Regions from separate parts of the Mus musculus genome. Here region 2 is linked to region 1. Evidence: chromatin contacts called from public HiChIP or PLAC-seq data. All regions are on one chromosome and are shown on one strand. The core of a region is the stretch at or near the end of the contact, and the rest is flanking DNA. Distances in the headings are between cores, read along the strand shown. Region 1 holds the start of Lama1 (laminin, alpha 1). Region 2 has its middle 76 kb from the start of Gm36437.

Region 1 (7,502 bases), core at 1,406-3,905:
TTTTGAAACCACCCATTCGGAACTTCTAGACTAAACATACGCTTTCTGTAAAGCCTGGGGTAGAGAGAGTGGTAGGAGTCGGAGAAGCATGGCCTTCAAAAGCAAAGAAAGGCTAGACTAAAACAGAATAGATTAGGGATTTTCAGAATTGGGAGACGAATGCTACCCATGCCCAGGACACAGAGACAGTACAGAAGATCAGAGAAGTGACGGAGATTTTTCTGGAAACAAATATTTAAACTAGAAACCTCAGAGGGTGGAACTGAAGATGAAAGAGGGTCCGGTGCCTCTGAGTATCAAAGTCAATAAGAACGTTTGATCCATAAATTCTGGCTCCTATCTATTGGGTCAAAGGAAATCTAGAAAGCTCTACGAGTCAGGCACAGGGCTGAGTTGGCCATGTAGGAGCCAGGGATGGGTTTTCTGTGCCATCTCTGGAGATGTACATATCTTTAAACGTCCTGAACCCATGAGTGGCTTGCTAGATGGTTTGGCCTTGAAGCTTAGTCTTTCTACTTCGTTCAAGAGCAGACTTCTTTTCAGGTCCCACAGGTGGTGCAGTGAGCATCCCTCTCTTTGGAATGTGTACCACATCTCATCTGATCCCTGATATCGTGTAAGCTCAGAGTTTGACCGACATTTCGAGAGGATCCCATTCTCCTTGTTGGCTTTGCAACTCTGAAGGCTCATCTGCAACTTCAGCACCGGAGGCCTCAAACGTCACGCCCACCCTTGCTCTGGTGGTCACCGACATCTTTTCTGTGCTAGTCATTGCCAGTTTCCTCTGAGAATGGATCATATAAAGTAGACTTGGGCTTTACAGAGGTTTCATCTTAAGAGAACAGCTCGCCTCGTGATTAATTTACCTCGGCTAACAACTGTATTCCATGTGAAGTTAGTTTTCGCTTCCTCCCCTCACCCCTTTAAGTACTAAGAACCCAAGGGACATCTAACAAAAGGCATGATTGGATTTAGGAAGTGCCTATGGTCATCTAACTCTTTATCTGCACGCTGGAGTACAATAGGTGTTACTGTTGTTCACTTCCACTGACCCAAGAGCCAGGACTCTGATTTTCCATATGTATTAAGAAATACTGAGAAGTGTAAGAAAAATGTCCTTTCTCTTTTTACTCTGGCTAATGGCATTCTGGATAAACCACCCAAAAGTGTCCCAGAGAAGAACTGTGACTGTATTGGGAACCCCAATTTAGCACAGAATCCAGTGCAGATTTAGAGATGAGGCAGTCGACCCAAGCTGTAAGGCAGTGAGCTGCAGGCTGTAAATGTAGGGATGGGCTGAGGTTGGCCCTGGACTGCAGCTCAGGTGAGGGGATTCTCAACAGCTGTGCAGCAGACAGAAACAACCCTGACTCGGAGGCAGGGTGTCATGCTAGGATAAGGCTGGTGGTTGGGGCTGAATTTAGACAGAGTATGGGGGGAGGTCACAGCAGGGAGGCAAGAGATGAAGCTCAAGAGGCAGGGGAGAGGCCATATGGTGACAGTGGGTGGTTAATTTAGCAGGATGAGTCTAACTGCGGCATGACACTAGATCACCTGGCTGATAGATAATTCAGGCAGCTAATGGCTATTTCTAATGAAAACAGAAAAGGCAGACGTGGGGTGGGGGAGAGTTTAATGAAGAAAGAAATAAAACTTTAGAAAAACAAGTTGGATCAATGGCATAAAAGAACAAAAAACCAGGAAAGCATAGTTCAACCAGAGTGGTAAGGAAAGAAAGATGGCATGAATGGCTAGAGAGCAGGGATGCTGCGAAGGAAGAACTCCTTCATCTGGACCTGAGACAGACCCGTTTTTATAAGTAAAGTTCTACCTTTTATCAAAAGGGTCTAAGACATTTCCTGGGTGATTCCTTGCAACCAGCATCATGGTTATTATACGTGCATGTGTGTGCATGTTCACGGATGGATGCACGCATGCGTGTTGTCATAGCACATCTGTAGAGGTCAAGGGCAACTTACTGGTTCTCTCCTTCCATCATGTGAGTTTCAAGGATGGGACTCCCAGTCATCAGGCAGGAGGGGCAGCATGCATTTCATCCACTGAGCTACCTCTGTGGCCCAGAATGTCCTTTTTTTTTTTCTTTTTGTAAATTAAAAATGATCTATTCAATTTTCAATGTGTCCTTTCACATCTTTATGATTGCAGAGAATTGCCTAAGGTTCTGGCAGGAAATTATGGAACCATGGGGAAAAAATAATTTCAGGAAATACCTTCAGGAATAAGAAAAGCTGGCCTGTCTATAAATCGCCACTGATCTAAAGGCGATATTACCACTAGAGATTGAAGAGGTACAAGAATTTACGGCCCCCTGAGTCAGCAGATCAGACTGCACAGATAACTTCTGGAATGAAGGATTGAAACTTCAAATGAATGACTTTTTTTTTTTTTTAATGTGCACACAAACTAAAATCACGATGCTGATAATTCGGTGGCACGCCTCTGCCACTGTTTCTGAGTTAACACTTGGAGATAAATGCTTACCTAGACAAGAATGTTATCGTCCACTAAGCTCCACACTGCTCCCATTGTCTGTGCCTCCCCCCCCCCCCCCCGCAAGAGTGGGAACCAGTTAACCCGAGAGAGAAAGCAATCGCTCCTGACCCAGCCTTGACAAAACAAAGACCAAGTGGAAGGGCTCTGCGCTATTTATTATTAAACGCTTATTGTGAGCACTGACTGTCATCCCCTCATATAAAGGGGGTGGGGGAATGCAATGAACCCAGCTGGTGTGCGGTGCTTTATGCTGAAGTAGCTACCTGACGGGCTCCAACAGAACCAAAGTTCATGACCTTAACTAAACTTCTAGGAAGGAGATTTTTTTCCTGCTCATTAATTTTGCGATGCGTTGATTACTTGCTTGTCTGGGGAATGTCTATTATTATATTGGAAAAAAAGCGGGTTGGAAAAAAAAATCCCTTACAAGTGTGTAAATAAGCTGTGTCTATCTTCCTTGGGAGCCCACAGTGTGTCTAGCTCATCCACACCTTCCTGAAGAGCAGAGCTAACAAATACTTCAACTCAGGCCTATGCTGCCGAGGTTTTGCTGTTTGCCTTCCATTACTGTTAGGACTCACGGTGAAGACTCAAACTTTATTCATTAACAATAACTTCTGAAAGAGTTGAGTTACTCGATGTCTGCCGTGGAGTAGCAGTGACATCATATAGCGTCTGAGAACTTACTAATAAGTACCCTTAACGATCAAACTGAATCATGCCAGAACTTCCTTTCTCTGTGCCAGAAGTAGCCTCAAATATGTCCATCAATTCCCTATGTGCAAATGAAGGAAAAAAAAAAAAGAAGAAGAAGAAGAACCAGCCCTTTAACACTGCTTACTGTGAATAGCACTGTTGGCAGTGTTTAAACCAACAATCCAGTCTTAGAATTTGAAAGGTATAGAAAGCCCTGTCTGATAACACCTGTCTGTCCAAGATGGGTTAAGATAAAAGGTCACCACTGTAAAAGAGCACACATTAGTAAAGGGAATATTAAAAACTGCTGGAGGTACACGGAGGTAGCTCTTACAGGGTGGGCAGTGTCAGGGTGTGGTTCATATGTCTCCTCCGTTAGCCATGCTTTAACTACAAACCATCATCGCAGCTACCAAAGAAGTAACTTTCACAAACAGCTCCTGCTCAAACATCCCAAGGAGAGACCTGGTGCTGGAAGGACAGCCGAGAAAGAGCAGGAGGTGGCTGTCTTGAAAGACAACGGTGGACTCCATCACCGGCCTTTTTCTATGCATCCTTGAGTGCGTTTTTGTAACCCTGGAGTTTGGGGCAGAGGGTATGGAAGGCTTTCAGGTCTCTAGCACCCAAACTGCAGACTGGGGGAGCATTTTTCAGTCTGTGTGGGTAGACACTGGAGAGCAGTGAGCGGGTATGGGTTTGCCCAAGACCCTCAGCTGTGAGACAGTAGGCCAGGGTGCATTCTAGCTTCCTGGGCTTACCCCAGTGGGATACAGCACCATGGTGGCATTTGTGGACACCCTGAAAGTGAGGAGATGGGGGAACAATTTGAGTTCGTAAGGTGGTCCTACACAGGGAATAAGGATAGGTGGGGTCATAACATAGAAGAAGTATGCTTCCTTGTGTACCCAGAAAGTCAACCCGAGAGCATCCAATAATACCACAAGGAAGTGGAGGGAAAATCCAAGTAGAGAAGGCAACTGTTCTGAAGCTAGTCTTTCCACTGAGGATGAAAGATTGGCCCCCACGAAGGTTAAGGAACAAAGTCAAGGCTAACCAAAGTAACACATTTGAGCAGCCGAACCTAATGCAATTTAACTCCAAATACAGAGTTCGATTTTTTTTTTAACAGTGTAGAGACAATATGGTTTGGGAAAGGGCCTTCCCCACATAACACTGTGAATCATCACTATCATCATCATCCTATACAATGTTTATCACAGCCTAGCTGTATTTCATGCACTTTGGAAATCTTTTTCTACATTAACCCAGTTAACCATGAACATCGCTTCCTGGAAGACATGATTACTACTCGTATTTTACTAATATTGAAACTCAACCACAGAGAACATCAGTAATTTACCACGGATAGTGGCCTATAACGCTACAGAGCTAGGTACCCGGAGGTGGAAGGTATTGCTTGCATTGCTTCCCAGAGAATTTGCTCTAAGTGATAAAGAGCATCATCCACTGGGCTTCATGAACAACCTGGAGCTTCGAGCATCGTTACAATGAAGTATGTAGCTACATGCACACTTCATCTTCCAAGCTTAGGAAATAGCACACTTCTAAGAGCTACATAGGACACTCTGTCCACTTCACACCTTTCTGGCCTTAGTGTGCTCACTACACATACAGAGTAACTACAAAGGCAGACCTCATGCATATTGTCTAGGAAACAGGCAAAAGCAAGGTGGGAGCGCAGGCTTTGTGGGGAGAGGGCAGAGGTGTCTTAATATGGAGACCCTACTTTCTAACTGCTCCAGTAACACCTTACTGCCCTGTACTTAGAAAAGCGGGCTACAGAAAAGGAACTCCATTTGACTAATTACCTGCTAGAACTTAACATGCCACTTACCAAATTGAGCATTCTGCTCTTAGATGTTTTCCAATTGAAATAATCAGCTGTGAAGTTAGCATGTCATTTAAAAAAACACGGCAGCTTGGATTTTCCTTTGGGCTGCACTAGGTAGAGTTTGAACGTACAGGCTGGACAAAATGCTCTACCGCAAAGCCATACATACCCACAGTCCTGGAAACACAACCCTTCTTATCCAATACTTAGAGGACATCTCACTTTAAAGGTTACATTTCAGCCAAGGAGTCAGACATTGTTAGTTGTAAAGCAATCCCCGAGGAATAATAGGAACAGCTAATGATCTCATGCTTTTAGATCCGTGATCAGTTTCAAAACTGTAAGCACCCCACTAGGTGTAGTCACGTGCTTGCAGTCCAAACTGCTCTGAAGGCTGAGGCAGGGGAATGACTTGAACTCATAAATTCAAGACCAACCAGGGCAGCATCATGAGATCTAGGCTAGTATACACACACACACACACACACACACACACACACACACACACACAGAGAGAGAGAGAGAGAGAGAGAGAGAGAGAGAGAGAGAGAGAGAGAGTAAATCATGCCATTTCATCAGCCATACAGGGAACAAAACTTCCAAGGATACTCATTAGGAAAGCTGTGGGTTGGCAAATATAGACTAGATAGGAGCGATTCAAAGGCCCTGCCTGACGTAGCTTTTCTGCAGTGTCTCAAAGCAGGAAAGCCCCACGCAGTCCACTTTCTCCAAACACCATTCATAACCACCCAGGCCAAGCACCCAGCCCTCAGGGGAACGGAAGGCATTCAGAGCATCTCCTCAGTCTAAGACTTTCAATGTCTTGAAACAATAAACCAAGGCAAGCTGCTTTCTCCACCCTGTGAGAACCCTGATTTGGTCACTTTCAGCAACCTCACAGGCAGGAGTTGGGCTCTCAGCGTCAAAAGCTTCCCTCCCAAAGGCTGGCTCTTTTCTTTCCCTGATAACTATGTAAATTCCCCTCTCCCAGCCCCCGCTCCTGAGCTGAGCAGCCGCCGGGCTATTCAAAGCTGCGTTTCCAGCTCGGTCCAGCGCTTTCATCATGAATGCATGAATGAATGGGATGCTCATAGCCTGCACAGCTCACGGCTCTGCACAATGCCCAAACACACATTTTTCCCACGAGGGCATTTCGAGTTCGGCCTCCTACTTTTAACCTGTGCTCCTGGAGAGCAATCTGTGGGAACACACTCAATGTCACTTGTTGCATACATTGAGACGTTTTCGACAAACATTTGTGACCACCTAGCAGGGGCTTGCAGATAACTCTGGGTGGCATGGTATATTCTCTGTCCCTCCACCTCCCATCTCCAGTGCCCACTGAAAATTCACTTTGGGTTGGCTTCTGTTCTCAACCTTGTAAAGAAAGCTACTGATTCCAAGGAGAGCCGACACACTCACTGTCCGACCTTTCTAGCCCCTTACGCCATAATTTATAGTGCACATAATTTAAACACGCGTGGGGAGTCTATTTGCTCACTTTACAGAGTACACAAAGAGCACACTTTAGAGAACACATTTGTGTCCTGGACGCCATATGCGGGTCCCAGTTGCCCAGGACAGCTGACCTTGGAACCCCTTCTCCATCAGTCTTTTCCCGCTAGACCACCCTGGATGCTAGTGCCCCAGAGGAGCCGGCCTTTCTCCTTCCATGGTCTCTCTCTGCAACACAGGACAATGAAGTGAATGCCAGAGAACTCCGTTCCCATTCATTGCGGGAGCGCTGCATACAATCAACCAACCCGGCGGTCTCCGGCCAGTCCGCAGCCACTCAGGCGTTGGGTACGGAGTCAGTGTCCCTTCTCACGTGCCGGACACGCCACTCTCGCCACCCACTGTACTCCTGGATCTCAAGGTCCCACTAAGCTAGAAAGCAGGTGACCCCTAGAGTCAGAGGAAACCAGAGCCTAGAGCTCCAGGGAGCAGCCAGCGTCCTCAGGGAGGCGGCTTCCGCTGGAGTCCCTGCAGCCCCGTGCGGCCCGCAGCAGGTCCGCGCTGCGCCAGGGTGCGTGCGCCCATCCACAGCCCCGAGCGCCGCGCTTTGTCCCCTGCGCCCGCACGCTCCCGCTCGCCAGTCGGAGGGTCAGCGGTGTTCCCGCCGCGGAGCTCACCTCTCTGCTGGCTCCGCACGGTGACCCAGAGCACCGAGGCCAGGAGCACCAGGAGCGCGGCTCCCGTGCCGCTGCCGCGCATGTTGTCGCCGCCGCTCCCTGCGCTCCTGGGGAAGGTCTCGCCCGTGCTCGCTCACAGGCACTGCGCGAGTGTGCTCTTCCCAGCTCGACCCTGGCCTGGTGCGCAGGCCCTTCGGACACACCCCCGCCTGCCTGGCCGCGCCCCGCCCCTGTCCTACCCAGGACCTCCCCCAAAGGCGCCCCGCTGCGCCCAGGTCTGTCCTCCAGGGGGAGCCCCGCCGTGCGGA
Region 2 (7,502 bases), core at 2,714-5,213, 1.4 Mb before region 1:
GGCGGATTTCTGAGTTCGAGGCCAGCCTGCTCTACACAGTGAGTTCCAGGACAGCCAGGGCTACAGAGAAACCCTGTCTCGAGGGGGGGGGGGAAGAAAGAAAGAAAGAAAGAAAGAAAGAAAGAAAGAAAGAAAGAAAGAAAGAAAGAAAGAAAGAAAGAAAGGAAGGAAGGAAGAAAGGAAGAAAGGAAGAAAGAAAGAGAAAAGAAAGAAAGAAAAAAATAATTCAGAACCGGGCCACCTGCATACCCACCAGCTCAGCTTGTCTTATTTAGCTTGGCCTCTAGGGAGGACCGCTGCAGACACCCAGGATCACAAATGTCTCCTTCCAAACTCAGGGCTTCTCCCAGGAACTGTAGCAACTCTCAACCATGGAGGCTTCTCTTGAGCCCCAAGTGAGTTTCATTTTCATTCATCTTGTGACATGTCACATATATTCTCCCATGTTCTTTTATTTCTTTCCTCTTCTTTCAAACCTCTTCTTCCCCCCTCTCACAATCTCCTTTCTAGTTTCACTACTTGTACTCACATTTACATGAAATGCACATACATAAAAATAAGGTATTTCAATCCCAGCACCTAGGAGGCAGAGGCAGGTGAATCTCTGTGAGTCTGAGGCCAGTCTGGTCTACACTTTGAGTTTTAGGACAGCTAAGGCTACACTTTGAGACTTTTCTCAAATAAGTACATTAAAATAAAATCTAGGATTTGCATTTGCAAAGGAACATGCTACATACATTTGCCATCCTAAGTCAGGATTGCCTCACTATGATAATTTCCATATTCACCAATTTCCCCATATTTTTCCCATCTATTTTTTCCCAATTTCTCTATGGCTAAATAAAATCCCATTGTATATACAGACAACAATTTCATATCTGCCCATCTGTTGATGTATGTCTAGGTTGGCTCCTTGTCTTTGCTAATGTAAAAAGTGCTTCAACTTCCTGAAGCCCAGATGAATTCCTTACCGAGGGCTTGCCAACTCAGTGACCTCCTCAATTTAGATCGGATTCCGCAGGACCTTGTGTGAATCCCCCATTGCAGCAGGAATCACACCATATTGTCTGATTTGTGACATTCTGGGCAAGACCAGGAACTCCTTGAGGGTCAGAGGTTGTATTTGTTCTCTTTTCTATTTACAACAAGTAGACAGTCCTGTGTCTAGAGAGAAGGAATCACTTGGGGCAGAACATAGCAACTATGTGGTCGGTCTAACCTAGGCAGAGTAACTTAACGTCAATGTCAACTTCCCTGTCAGCAGAATGGTCCACCTGTGCTACTAGGGCTCTTCTTTGTAGTCCAGTTTGGACAATGATGTACTCCTTCTACAGTGAGAAACTAAGGCTTTGCCTAGTCAGTCTGTCAAGTGATGAAAGAGATTTCAGGGGAGTAGTCAACAGTGCCAACCACTACTTCTGCAGACATTCTTTGGATAAATATTTTTGATTGAAAGAATGAATTTATGATACTTTGTTCACAGATTTTCTTCTTGTTTTGGGTAATCTTTTGCCCATTATTTTCTTTAGTTAGCATACTAATAATGGGCTCCATTATGATATTTTGATTCACAGATATTATTTGGCTCTGCTCATCTTCACCCCCAATCACCATCCACTGTCCTTCCTCCACACCTTCTGGTTACTCTTCCTTTTTTCCTTCTTTTATGACATATATAAATGAATCTATGTGTAGAGAGAAATTTATACTCTTCCTGGATTTAAATGATATGATCAAGAGAATATGAAACTCTTCTAGTTAACATAAACAAATACAACTTTCCTTTCATCAAGTAAGGCAAGACAGGGGCTGGAGAGATGGCTCAGTGGTTAAGAGCACTTGCTGCTCTTGCAGAGGACCTGAGTTTAGTGCTTAGTTCCCACAATGAGCAGCTCACAGCTGCCTGTAGCTTTAATTCTGGAGACCTGCACATCCTTATGGCTTTATGGTGCCCATGCACTCACACGGGGGCACACACATGCACATAAACAGAAAACAAAAATGTCTTAAAAATGATGAGACATCACTGACACTGGGTCTTGTGAATGCCCTTGAGAGTCCCTTGCCTTTCAGAGAGGAAAGACCTTCAGTAGCTGTTCCCACACCGTTCCTAACTCGATTCTTCCTTCAGCGGACAAAAACGGAAGCGAGGCCTGGAAAATTCCATTAATTACCCAGGAGAAGCAAAGCCGGTGGACACGGGTTGATGGCATTTCGATTGAGGTCAAGAGAAACCACCTAAAGACAGTTTGGCTCCCTATATTTTTGACCTCTCTCTTTTTAAATTTTTATTTCTTGGGTTCATTTATTTTATGTATTTGTTCATGGTTTGCATATGGTGGTCAGAAGACAACTTTATAGGTCTGGTTCTCATCTCCCGCCTTTACTTGCGTCATCAAACTCAGGTCCCTGCTTGTATCGCTAGCATTTCCACCCAGCGAGCCATCTCGATGGCCTCTGATTTTCCTTTAATGAACGAATCCATTGCTTGGATTGAGAGAACAGTGAGAGACGACACTGCGTTCTACCCCAGTCTCATTCTCGGCTTAGTTGCAATACCTCTTTCTATTTTGTATCTTACGTGTGTGAGAGTGTTTGCCTGCATCTATGCATATGCAGCTCCTCTGTGCCTGGTGCCCACAGAAAGCAGAGAAGGTCTTCAGAGTTCCTGACTGGAGTTCTAGGTGATTTTGGACCTGTGGATGCTGGGAACCAAACCCAGGTCCCCTGCAAGAGGTGCCAGTGCACATACCTGCTGAGCCATCTTTCTAGCCTTACAATGTCTCATTTTAAGTGCTGTGCATCTTGCTAATGGATTACTATAATGAATTGTCAGTATTAAACACAGGGTGCTTACTGTTTGCAGTTCACAAACTTCGGAAGAGCATGTTGATGTGTTTCTTCTGCTGACAGGGGCCAGCGATTTGGGACCCTTATAATGCCCTCATGTTAGCTTCTGTACAGCTCTTTATTTTTATCTTTAATTTTGCTTATTAAAGCTACATCTATATACATGTAGCTTTCAGGTTGAAAATTTGAGGAAAATAACTTCTACTTCATAAAGCCAAATTTCTAATTCTCTTAGGGCATAAGTTACTTGGTTGCATTGTTGGGGTTTGAAAAAGCTTTTGTATATAAAATTATACCTTAATTTAGTGAATCAAGCCCATACCTATTTTAGTAAAATGACTGAAACATAATTAATGTCCTGGGTTGTTGGCTGGATTCTCCTTGGCAGGCTAAATTTAGATGTATGGAACTGCTTTATATGAAATACCATTTTATTTCCTAAATTTCATTTCTTTTTTTAAAAAAAAGCCTGCCTGTCTTTTTGACACTTACCCCTTCCCATCTCCAAGTGGCCCCACTATTAATTTTTTTGTTTTAAATTTAACAATCTTGTGTTTGTATATTTTTGATGTAAAAATAGAATTTTGCTCTATTTATATTACTAGGTAACCTGGTTATTTTAACTTAATGCCTGTTATAGAAATCTTGACTGTGTAAGATGTATAATTTTCACTTTTTAAATAATTCATAGCAGTAGGCCTGCGGTGGTGGGGCCTGTAATCAGAGTTACTGGGGAGGCTGAGACAAGGCTCTCAATTCAAGGCCTGTCTGCATTTAGTGTAGGGCCAGTCTGGGCAATTTAAAAGGGGACCTGGTATAATGTTTGTGTAGAATGCAAAATACCATAAACTCAATGCTCAATATTACCTATATAAGAACTCACAACAAAGAAGCAGACTCCCATAATTTACAGCCTCCGTACTTGGGTTTTCAGATCATAACTCCCAAGAGTTCACCTGCTGAAATGCAGACTCTGAGAGCTGGTATTTGGAGGAAAGTCCAGATTTCAACAGAACGCTTGCTTTATGGGCTAGGTGGTGGCCTCTGACTGTGGCAAGAAGCTCACTAGTCAGTCCAAGGCAATGCAGGGCTGTCCAATGCACACAAGACTATCAATCAATTGCCATTCTATCATGGCCACAACTGCGTATACAGTGATTAACATAATCTTTGTGTTCAAAGTACAGAGAACTAGATTCATTTTATTGCCCGAGTATGAAATCTTGCCTGCAGAGATGAGGCCTCCCTCCGGTAGTTAGATTTTTGCACACTCTGCCTGTCTAACCCAGCCATTTCTGCCTGCCTAACCCAGCCATTGTAATGATTTAGGAATCTCAGAGCAGGGCTGGATTGCTTTTGCTTCACTACTGTGTTAGCTTTTTAATTGTGGTCTAATGTACAATTTTGTATGTGAAATAGCATACATATTTTTTTGTGAGCTGTATAATATACATAACACAAACATTTCCCTGCTTAGCCATATTAAGTCTCCAGCTAAGCCCCTCCCCCAAGTTCATTTGAAATTTTAAGCCACCGTGGCTCTAGTCTTCTGAGCATTAGCTCTGTTTATTCAAGGTGGACTACAGGGAGGGTCCTTTGCTTCTAGCTTCTTTGTTTGGTAGTGACTGATAAGATCATGTAGCTAAACAGACGCACTTGGGAGCTTGGGATATTAGAAATACCATTCTACATAGAGTCCTTTCCCGCATTGTCTGGAATGACTGTTTAGCACGGTTGAGGTTTTCAGTTATTGGAAGAAAGCTGCTGGGATTAAGTGTGTGGATCAATACCAAACATGAGCTCTTGCAGAACAACTCGGCCTTTTGTAGTGGGCCCTTCGCTCCTCTCTTAAAGTCCCAGTGCTCTAAGGCAGTGGGTGTTGGTGCGACTTCATAGTTTATCAGATAATTGCAACTCTGGGTACAAACAGCTAGCACTGTGGAATTGTGTTTATTCCGAGGACACCAGTCGTGCTGTTTCTGCCTCTGCACGGCTTGCAATGAGGCAATCTAGACAGAGTCCAAGCACTTGTTACAGAAGGACACCCCACAACTGAGCAGTTGAGGCTCCACAACACCACACTGTCTTAGTTAGGGTCTTACTGCTGTGAACAGACACCATGGCCAAGGAACTCCCATAAAGGATAGCAGTTAATTGGGGCTGCCTTACAGGTTCAGAAATTCAGACTGTTATCATCAAGGCCAGAGCATGGCAGCATCCAGGCAGGCATGGTGCAGGAGGAGCTGAGAGTTCCACCTCTCGTACTGAAGGCAGCTAGGAGAAGCCTGTATCCAGGCAGCTAGGATGAGGGTCTTAAAGCCCATGCTCACAGTGACGCACTTCCTCCATAACAAGACTATACCTACTCCAACAAAGCCACACCTCCTAATAGTGTCACTCTCTGGGCCAAGCATTTATAAACCACCACAACCACTACACACACATCTCTCTCCTTTACGGAGCACAGGTAGGGGTGACATGAACCACCAGGCCTGAGTCACGACTTTGAAGGTCATGTGCATGGCCAAATGAACCAGGAGAGAAACCCAGCAACGTGATCATGGCTTCCCATTTGTGGTTTTCATTTGAGCTCTCTACAATGAGGCATTCATTATTGCTATGCCTCAGCTCCCAGTGAGCACTCATGTCCAAATAACGAATAATAGAAAGTTACTGCTCTGTTTCCATCCCACACTCTCACCCCTGTTTGTGTGAGAAGAGCTTGCTTGCAGCCTGGTGTGCTGTGGTTAGTCTGTGGGGATTACAGAATATGTGCCACATTTTCCGTATCATCTCCACATGCTCCCATCCTGGTCATAGACGGTTTCTTTCTAGAGAGTTCACGGGGTGTTGATTCCACTTGAGCAACTGTCTCTTGGGATAGCAACAGAAACTCTCAGACCCAAGTTTACACAGTTCTCTAGATTCTGCTATGATCAGAATTCTTATGTCCCTCTCCATGAGTATGTTAAAATTCTAAACTTCAAGGAGACGGTAGTGGGCAGGTCATCGGAGCACAGCCCTCGCCTCCTGACTTGTGTAGTGCCTCATTGAAGAAGCCTGCTGAAACTTGTTTTTCCTTCTGCAGTGCCAGCATACCCTCCCTAAAAGGGTCCTTACAGAATATCAACTCTCCAGGGCCTCATGCTTTCCGACACTCGAGTCTACAAAACAAACACTGTCATTTATCAGTCATTCAGTTTGCGGTAACGTGTTACAGTCCTACTTTTAAAAATTAGAGGGAACCCTGAGGTGTTTCTGATTCCGTGGATTATATCAATATTTACCATGTTGGAGAGTGAAAGTGAGAATTTTTAAAAACTTAGAATATAAACTGTCAAAGCAGTGCCAACACTGGATGCCATGTAGCCTCTGGGAGCACCACTGTGCGCTCACAAGCACATGGGAATCAGAAAGACACAATTGTCTTAGCTGTGTTAGGCAAGCAGTTTGAACTTTGAAGACCCTCTGAAAGGGATGCAGCCATGCTCAGCATCCCCAGGGCGGCACTGTGAGACACAGTCGCCGAGAATCAATACTTGCTTATTTTTAGCTCCTCATACTCTGTATAATATTACTATTTCCCAGAATCTGAAAGACATACTTCAGGAAAGGGTACTTGGTGATCCTCCGCTTTGCTTGACGCGTAGGTGGGAAAGGTGCTTGGGAAGGAATGGCGTTCTCCCCCTAAGATGCTTTTCTCTGTGTTCCATGTCTATTTTTTCCCTCCTCCCACATCTCTCAAAGTTAGTATTCTGTCAAGACTAGAGTGTTCAGTTTTAGTTAAAGCAGTTTAGTGTAGAAGCAGCAGATAAAAAATGTCCATCAAGCACAATACATTTTGCTGGCATGATGCTGAAGTTTAGTTAACAGGCTCTGGATATTTGAGCCAACATTTAAGGAGTGACCAAGATAAGGAGAGAACACTTTCTTGGATATTTGGGACGAGGGGCATCGGGATGATGTCATCTGAGATGCATACTGCCAGGGATTTGTGGGGAGAAGCCACAGAGAGCTGGAGGGGATCTCTAGTAATGACAACACAAACCAAAGGACAGCTGTTGGCTCAGGAGCTAAAAGACCAGCTCTGGGGAGAGGGCAGCAGAGACGTGGATATCAGGAGCCAGTCTGCTGTAGTGGAGAAGTAGTCCTATGAAGTGGAAACTGTAGAGTTTGCAAGATAGCCTCTCCTGATGTCCACTCACTAGTTGCATGACTCTGAGCTACCCCTTCTCCTCCATGCTCTGAACATCCTCCCTCCCTCCCTCCTCACCCCCCCTGGGGAATGATATTCTAATATCTGCTTTGGCAGTGACTTCAAAGCCCACAATAATGGTTTCTATCCATGTCGGTCACTGGGTAGGTGATAGGGGAGATAGGAAGGAATTGAAAAGTGATATAATGGTGACAATCACAATGATGCTTCTATGTCCTCTACCTTGTACAACTTCAGAAGTCCAAGCGAAAGGTGCCTCGGTTTGGCCTTGGTCCCCTGAGAGCAGCATACTATTGGTTTTCAGGTACCCTCAGATGCTTTAACTGATATTGGACCAGAAGATAAGCCTCTCCAATGGTCAGGAGAGAGTCTTCTTTGTAGCTAGGGTTTTTTTTTCCCTACACAAATGTTACACAAGAGGACACCACTGCTCTGG

The links. HiChIP or PLAC-seq counts read pairs in DNA pulled down with a chosen protein or histone mark.
Region 2: a contact with region 1 is called in an H3K27ac HiChIP or PLAC-seq map of extraembryonic endoderm stem cells, with 5 times the contacts expected there. The contact joins two enhancer-like sites. A contact is called at or near these places in 2 of 39 promoter capture datasets (embryonic stem cells and hippocampal neurons) and 3 of 115 datasets of contacts at active chromatin or transcription factors (astrocytes, extraembryonic endoderm stem cells and forebrain).

Annotation. Positions count from the first base shown.
Region 1 is chr17:67,697,109-67,704,610 of GRCm38.p6, reverse strand. Lama1 (laminin, alpha 1) reads right to left here and starts at 7,346. Exons shown (of 63, transcript NM_008480.2): 1 at 7,195-7,346. The coding sequence starts at 7,276. Within about 2 kb of position 2,655, at least 7 of the 459 cell types and tissues checked have an H3K27ac peak or open chromatin away from gene starts, as enhancers often do. A contact at or near this core is called in extraembryonic endoderm stem cells, where this site is marked.
Region 2 is chr17:69,058,997-69,066,498 of GRCm38.p6, reverse strand. No RefSeq gene overlaps it. Among named protein-coding and RNA genes, the nearest start is that of Gm36437, 76 kb to the right of the region's middle. Within about 2 kb of position 3,963, at least 10 of the 459 cell types and tissues checked have an H3K27ac peak or open chromatin away from gene starts, as enhancers often do. A contact at or near this core is called in extraembryonic endoderm stem cells, where this site is marked.